2 separate regions of the Anser cygnoides genome follow, and region 2 is linked to region 1. A link is a contact called in public Hi-C data. All regions are on one chromosome and are shown on one strand. Each heading gives the region's core, a stretch centred on a gene start, on an enhancer-like site or on the middle of the called end of the contact. The rest is flanking DNA. Distances are from core to core; before and after follow the strand shown. Region 1 holds the start of VAV2 (vav guanine nucleotide exchange factor 2). Region 2 overlaps CACFD1 (calcium channel flower domain containing 1).

Region 1 (2,992 bases), core at 44-2,543:
CCCCGGGCTCCGGGGTGGGCTCGCAGAGCACCTGGGGAGCGTTTTCCTCTTGTTTTTCATCTCCCTGGGCAAACTTTTGCCCTTCGGGCCAGCACCCTGCCAGGACAGCGCTCAGAGCACCGCTCCTGCAGCGCATCAAAGCCAAACTTAAGCCTCGAGAAAAGCTTGGCAGTAACCGCGCCGGCCTCATCTCGGCCGTGCTGGCTGCTTTTGTTTCGAGAGGGCTATAAACGTGGGGGTGTTATAAATTACTTATACATCACAGGGAAGGGGGGGGGGTGGGGGGGACGCTGCCTTCTTCCCCGGGGCGGTTTCTGCCCCCCCAGCCCCCTCTGTACAGCCACTGATGGCTTCCCAGCGCTGAGCCCCGGTGCTGGGGCTGAGCCTCGGGGTGGGGGGGGGGGGATACGGGGCTGGGAGCTAAAACACAGGGGTAGGGGGCGAAGGGCAGCCGGGGGGGGGGGCTGGAAAAAAAGCTCTCCCCCCCACACCCACCTACCCACTCCCGCACTCACTCGTACCACGAAGTTTTGCAAGAACACAAAGAGCCCTACGCGCACGCCGCCACCGCCACCCCCCCCCCCAAAAAAAATAAAAATAAAGAAAAATAATAATAATACCTGGGACATCTGGGGCCTGAAGTTGATGTCCTTGAGGTCGATGGAGCCGGGGGAGAGGTTGTGCAGCAGCTGGCACAGCAGCACCCCGTCCCGCAGCGCCTGCGCCAGGTCGAAGACCACCGCCGAGGGCCAGACCACCCGGTGGTTGGGGGGCAAAACTTTGCAGTCGATGAGCCAGCGGCCGCACTGCCGCCACTCCTCCATGGCCGCGGCCTTCCTCCTCCTCCTCCTCCTCCTCCTCCTCCTCCTCCTCCCTGCTCAGGGGCAGCGGGCGGCTGCCCGAGGGGCTGCTCCGCACCGCGCCGCCGCGCTACCGCCCCGCTCCATCGCCGCCCGCCGCCCGGGGAAGCATCGGCGGGGAGGAGGAGGAGGAGGAGGAGGAAGGGGAGGCGGGGGACGGCGCCGAGTTTTCCGGCGGAGGGCTGCCCCTGCCCCCGCTGCGGCCCCACCGCCGGGGCTAGGCGCGCCGCATCGGCCCGGGAACAAAGGGGCCGCCCCCGCGCAACTTCGTGTGTCCCCCCCCCGGCCCGGGGAAACTTGGTCCTGCTGCTGCTTTTGCTCCTGCTCCTCCTGAAGCTGCTGCTCCCGCTCCCGGTGCTGCTCCTGCTTTTGCTGCCGCTCCTGCCCCGGCCCCACCTGCGCTGCCGCTGGGGCCGCCCCCGCTGCCGCCGCGGGTGGGAATTTGCTGCCCCCCCCCCCCCCCCCCGGGCCGAAGCCCCCGCCCCGCCGGGAGGAGCTCCCGGCCCGCCCCCGCCGCCCCTTTGTCTGCGGGAGCGCTGCACGCCTCCTTTCCTTTTTTTTTTTTTTTTTTTATTTTCCCTTTTTGCACCCCCCCTCCCCGCTCCCTCCTCCCGGAGCTCCCCGCTCCCCGTCCTGCAGCGGCCCCCCCCCCCCCCAGCCGCCCCGCTGCTCCGCTCCCCCCGGCCCCCGTTCGCATTTGGGGTCCCCAAGACCCCCCCCCAGCACCCCCCGAGCAGCCGCTGCTTTGTCTGGCCGCGCGCTCCCCCTCCCCGGCTCGTGTTTGGGCTGCAAATACTGCAGGGGAGATGTTTAACCCAAACAAGCGGTCGCGTTCCTTGACTTTCAAACACGAAGACAACTCCTATAATTAATTACCAGCGTATTTATTGCAAACCTCAACGCTCGGCCATTAACTCCTTGGCAGCAAACTCCTGAAAATCTCTAATTTTCACTCGGTGGCTCCCATCCAAATCAGCGCACTTCAGAGCAGCCCCTTTTCAAATCTGGTCTGAGTTTTCTTCGGAGATCCTCTCCCAAGAGTTTGTCGATTAATTTTCGTCCTGGCTTTCCAGATAGCCAAAACCGGAAGCCGAGGCTGGGACGAAGGGAAGCTATTAACCTGGATGTCAAACAAATGCAACGCTAATCTCTTCCAAATGTAGCCAAGCGGAGATAAAGAAGAAAGAGCAACTCTGCTGGCATGACCCTTCACTTCCAGCATGGGAAGGAAGATTCCCTCTGAAGAATGAAAAACAATTGTTTGATATTCCAAGGACAGTTTGGCGAAGCTTTTTTATTTATTTATTTTTTTTAATATCACGGGAAGTGCTTCTTTTAGCCTGACGTGCTGGCGCTCGGTCTGCCCCTGGTCTGGCTGTGTGCGGTGCCTGGTACGCCTCTGGCAGGGCAGGATGAGTGCGCGTATAATCGGACCAGGAGCAGCATGCATATGCCCCGGCCTCGCAATCAGAGCTACGCCCTGCCCCGGGTATACTCGGGAGCATGCTGATCTCAGCCTGCAGTTCCCCGTACCCTGCGGAGGAGATTTCTCACCATAACTTTCTCATTCCTGAAGTTCACCGTTCAGCCTCTCTGCCTGGCCTCCCGCTAGGGCTCCAGCAGCACCCACCGGGCAGGAATCACGAGGCCATTGAAAGGCGTGGAGCCCTGCCAGGGATAATTTTGGTTCACTGGATGCTGGTCTGCCCTGTGAGATCAGGTCTGTAGGTAGAGGGCTACAGAGGAGTTTATTATATGCGGATAATTAAAGCTGCTTGCTGTGGCCTGGCTTTTTTTACTGCATAGTAAAACCCCTACTTGGCCCCTGGACACTTACGACCGATCGCTGCAGCTGCAAAGCCAGCAGCTGCGTGGGAGGTGTTGAAGCAAGGACGCTGCTCACCCACCTCTGCAGCAGTAAAAACAGCTGATAGCAGGGATTTTTGATAGTCGGGGAACCAAGTGGAAGGCAAGGCTCGGCGAAGAGCGTGCAGCCAGCACGCACTCTTGTGGGCTGCGCGCTGCAGATCATGCAAACGTCCTGAACCGGGGGAGCACGGGACAAGCAGAGAGGATCTAGGCACTGCTTCCAGCGTGAACCTAAAGCCGAAAGGGGGATTGTATAAACTAGA
Region 2 (2,928 bases), core at 334-2,833, 270 kb before region 1:
AAGAAACAGGCAGGAGGATTGCCGATGGCTCGGGGAGTCAGACAGCTTGCTCTGTGGCCTGGGCAGTCTCACTTTGTGGGGTCTGTGGGGCAGAAAGCAAGTCAGCCGGGGTCACAGGCTCCTGGTAGGAGCAGGGACCCGGGAGGTCATGGAAGGAGGCAATCCTCCATGCTGGTGACAGGCCTCCTCAAAACGCTCCTTGTTCAGCATCGCCTTGTTGAAGGTGGCCTGTTAGGACAAGGGCTGACTGATAACTAGGCAAGGTTGGAGTGTGCCTCTAATTTCAGAGCTCGCTACGAAGGAACAGAACTCATTTATACGGATTTTGGACGTCTGGGTTGTGGCTGCTACAGGCCTAGGTTATTTTATGCAGGAGGAAGAATTTCCTGTAGGATGGATGGGAAACTTTGTCAGTGGAGGTGAGGCTGGGAGGTGACACCTACCACGTGCCAACACCTGTAACCAGCAAGATCAAGCCAGAAAGGGCTGGGAGGTGGAGCACAAGCGAGACAAACAAGGCTCAGGGTCTGTTTCTGGCTCCTGCACAGCCTGGCTTGGTGACCTCGGTCGAGTCCCCTCTCCCCCTTGTGTTCCCATTTGTAAAAGGACGATGGGAGTCTGTGGCTTTTGTAAAATGCTCTAGGAGCAAAAATAGGGTTGCATTGAGGACAGTGACCAGCTGCTTGGAATGAATAGAGGCTTTGTGGGGGGTGGTGTGTTTTTTTTTTTTTTTTACTTCCTCGTTTTAGCTCCCAGTTATTTGTGCTTCCCCAGGGCCTCAGGACGGGACAGCAGTTAAACAAATGGCAGGACTGTCTTCCATAGCTTACGTGCCATCGAGCATTATCTGAATTTGAAGCCTCTTGTGAGGCTTTGTTGTGCAAAAAGAAGCCTCTGGGTTGGCTCCGCGTCCCTTTTGGCTACAGAGGCAGGAGCCGATCCTGCCCCAGCGGGACCAGGATGTGCCAGGCTGCCGCAGGATGCATTGCACTGCAAAGGAGACTGAAGGTCACCGAATCGTTATCTCTGTGGCTGTTGGCAACCACCACTGAGTGCAGTGCTCCTGCGATTATAAACCTTTGACTCCTTTCCTGCTGGTTGGTGCTCGTGCTGACGTAGGGACTCGCTCAGCTCAGGCCTGCTGGGTCATTAGTCCATTGGCAACCAGGGCGATCGCTTCGCTGAGGCTCCTGTGAGGACATTCAGTGGTCAAGGGTTGTTTTGGGATGAAAACAAAACTTGAAGAACTGAACCAAAGCCCTGACAAAGCGAAACCCTGATTGACTAGGGTAAAAAGAAATAAAAAAATAGTAGGGCCAAAGTCCTGCTTGGAAAATAACATTCTGCCTCCCTAGGTTTGCTCTGTGGTTGAGGCTGATTTTGTAGCTCTGAACCTCTTGCACTGCTCTGCTCCACTGTGCTGTTAACCAGGGCAGGGCTCTGCCCTTGCCCTTTCAGTGGTAGTCAAGGTGCTGCTGGGTTTTGCTGTTCTGCTAATAATAAAATGCTTGAAAGTCATTTAAGGTTATTTTCAGAAGTGTGTTTTTCTGTGAAGAAAAAGTGTTAGAAGTCCATGGTGCGGACTTGTGTCACAAGTGTCACAAGTCCCCTGAGCTCCTCTTCCGAGAGCATCCAAGGGTTTTTTGGTCACAGAGTTAGAAACGTCCCTGCCTGCTGCTCCTTACAATCCTGCTTGCTGGTGCTTTGCCAGCTCTCCGTCTGTTTGCGTGTGTGCATCATCCCACCCCGGTGCCTCAGTTTCCCCCTGCAGTGCAGGGACACTGACACTGATCCCTTTGTGATGGGAGGATGAGAAGTGCCCTTGGAGCGCGGCTGGTAGCATGTCCTGTGGCATTTCTGCTCTGTAGGGATCTTGTTCTAGCAGGAATCTCCAGGAGATTTTGGGTCCTAGGGGACAGTCCTAGGAAGCCTCTAAAAATAAACCTGTTTGGTTGTTTTCTAAAATCAGGGGGCCACTTGCTTGTGGGGTGACCTTAGCCTGGTCCTATCATAGGCCTGCAGCTCTGTTTCCCAGTCTGGTAAATAAGGGTAAATATTCTTGAGGAAACCTTGAGGATTCAGCAGTGGATGCCTGAAGGAAACCTTGCAAACTCGTGCCAAGCTTTTGAAGGTCAGGACTGCTCACAGCAGCCCTGCTCAGGGATTCCCTTAGCAAAACATGAGCAGACTTCAGAAATACCTGGATCCAGGCTGATTCTCACATTCACACCGCTCTCTTCATTATTCAGCTGCACATCCCAGGCCAGCCTTTAAGGGCTGTATAATTTCAGATGCGGTTCTGCACTGTGTTGTTGTTTACTGGGGATGCAGCCCCTGCCTCGCCGCCCTCCCTCCCGTGGGCTCGGGTTCCCAGGTGAGCAGCAGCAGCCTCTCGGTGTCAGCGGGGGAAAGGGGCCGTATCGAGTGCAGGGAGCTCTTTGCAAGTTTAATGAGGCAGGAGGTGGGTGCCTGCAGCCTGGCTGCTGGCTGCTTCCTCTCCTGGCATTACGAATTCAGGAGAGCAGGAGCTATTCTGGGCCTTGCTTTAACCAGCAGCCACTTCCATTTGTATTAGCAGAGACCCAAAACTGGCTCTTTTCTGCCAATCTTTAGCAGAGTTGCACAGAACTAGCAGTGTGTGACCAAGACCGGGTTCACCTCTCCTTTATTTTCAGCCTGAAAGGGCTGCAAGTAATTTTTTTGCTGAACTTTTCCCCGTGCTGCTCTGAGATGGGTGCCGGCAGGGTCGTCTTTGTTCAGTCCTGGGGCAAACCAGTGGTTCCTTTGCAAATAAAACCCGGGGTGCCACGTATGTGACCGCACATAAAAGCAAACACTGTTCTGAGCAGGCGTCACACTGAGGCACCAAGCATTCAGAGCAGAAGGATACCTGGATGCTGGGCCAGGTAGGATGGGAACAAACCCTCC

The links. Hi-C and Micro-C count contacts between places; a contact is called where the count stands out from the background.
Region 2: a Hi-C map of liver shows a contact between it and region 1, with 14 times the contacts expected there. The contact joins the enhancer-like site here to the promoter of VAV2 in region 1. A contact is called at or near these places in 2 of 7 Hi-C or Micro-C datasets (both in liver).

The regions. Positions count from the first base shown.
Region 1 is chr20:4,166,895-4,169,886 of Taihu_goose_T2T_genome, reverse strand. It overlaps VAV2 (vav guanine nucleotide exchange factor 2), which reads right to left and starts at 1,293. Exons shown (of 27, transcript XM_066981004.1): 1 at 621-1,293. The coding sequence starts at 824.
Region 2 is chr20:4,437,221-4,440,148 of Taihu_goose_T2T_genome, reverse strand. The region is part of intron 1 of CACFD1 (calcium channel flower domain containing 1); the gene reads left to right. Among named protein-coding and RNA genes, the nearest start is that of CACFD1, 3.5 kb to the left of the region's middle. Within about 2 kb of position 1,583, at least 1 of the 3 cell types and tissues checked has open chromatin away from gene starts, as enhancers often do. A contact at or near this core is called in liver, where this site is marked.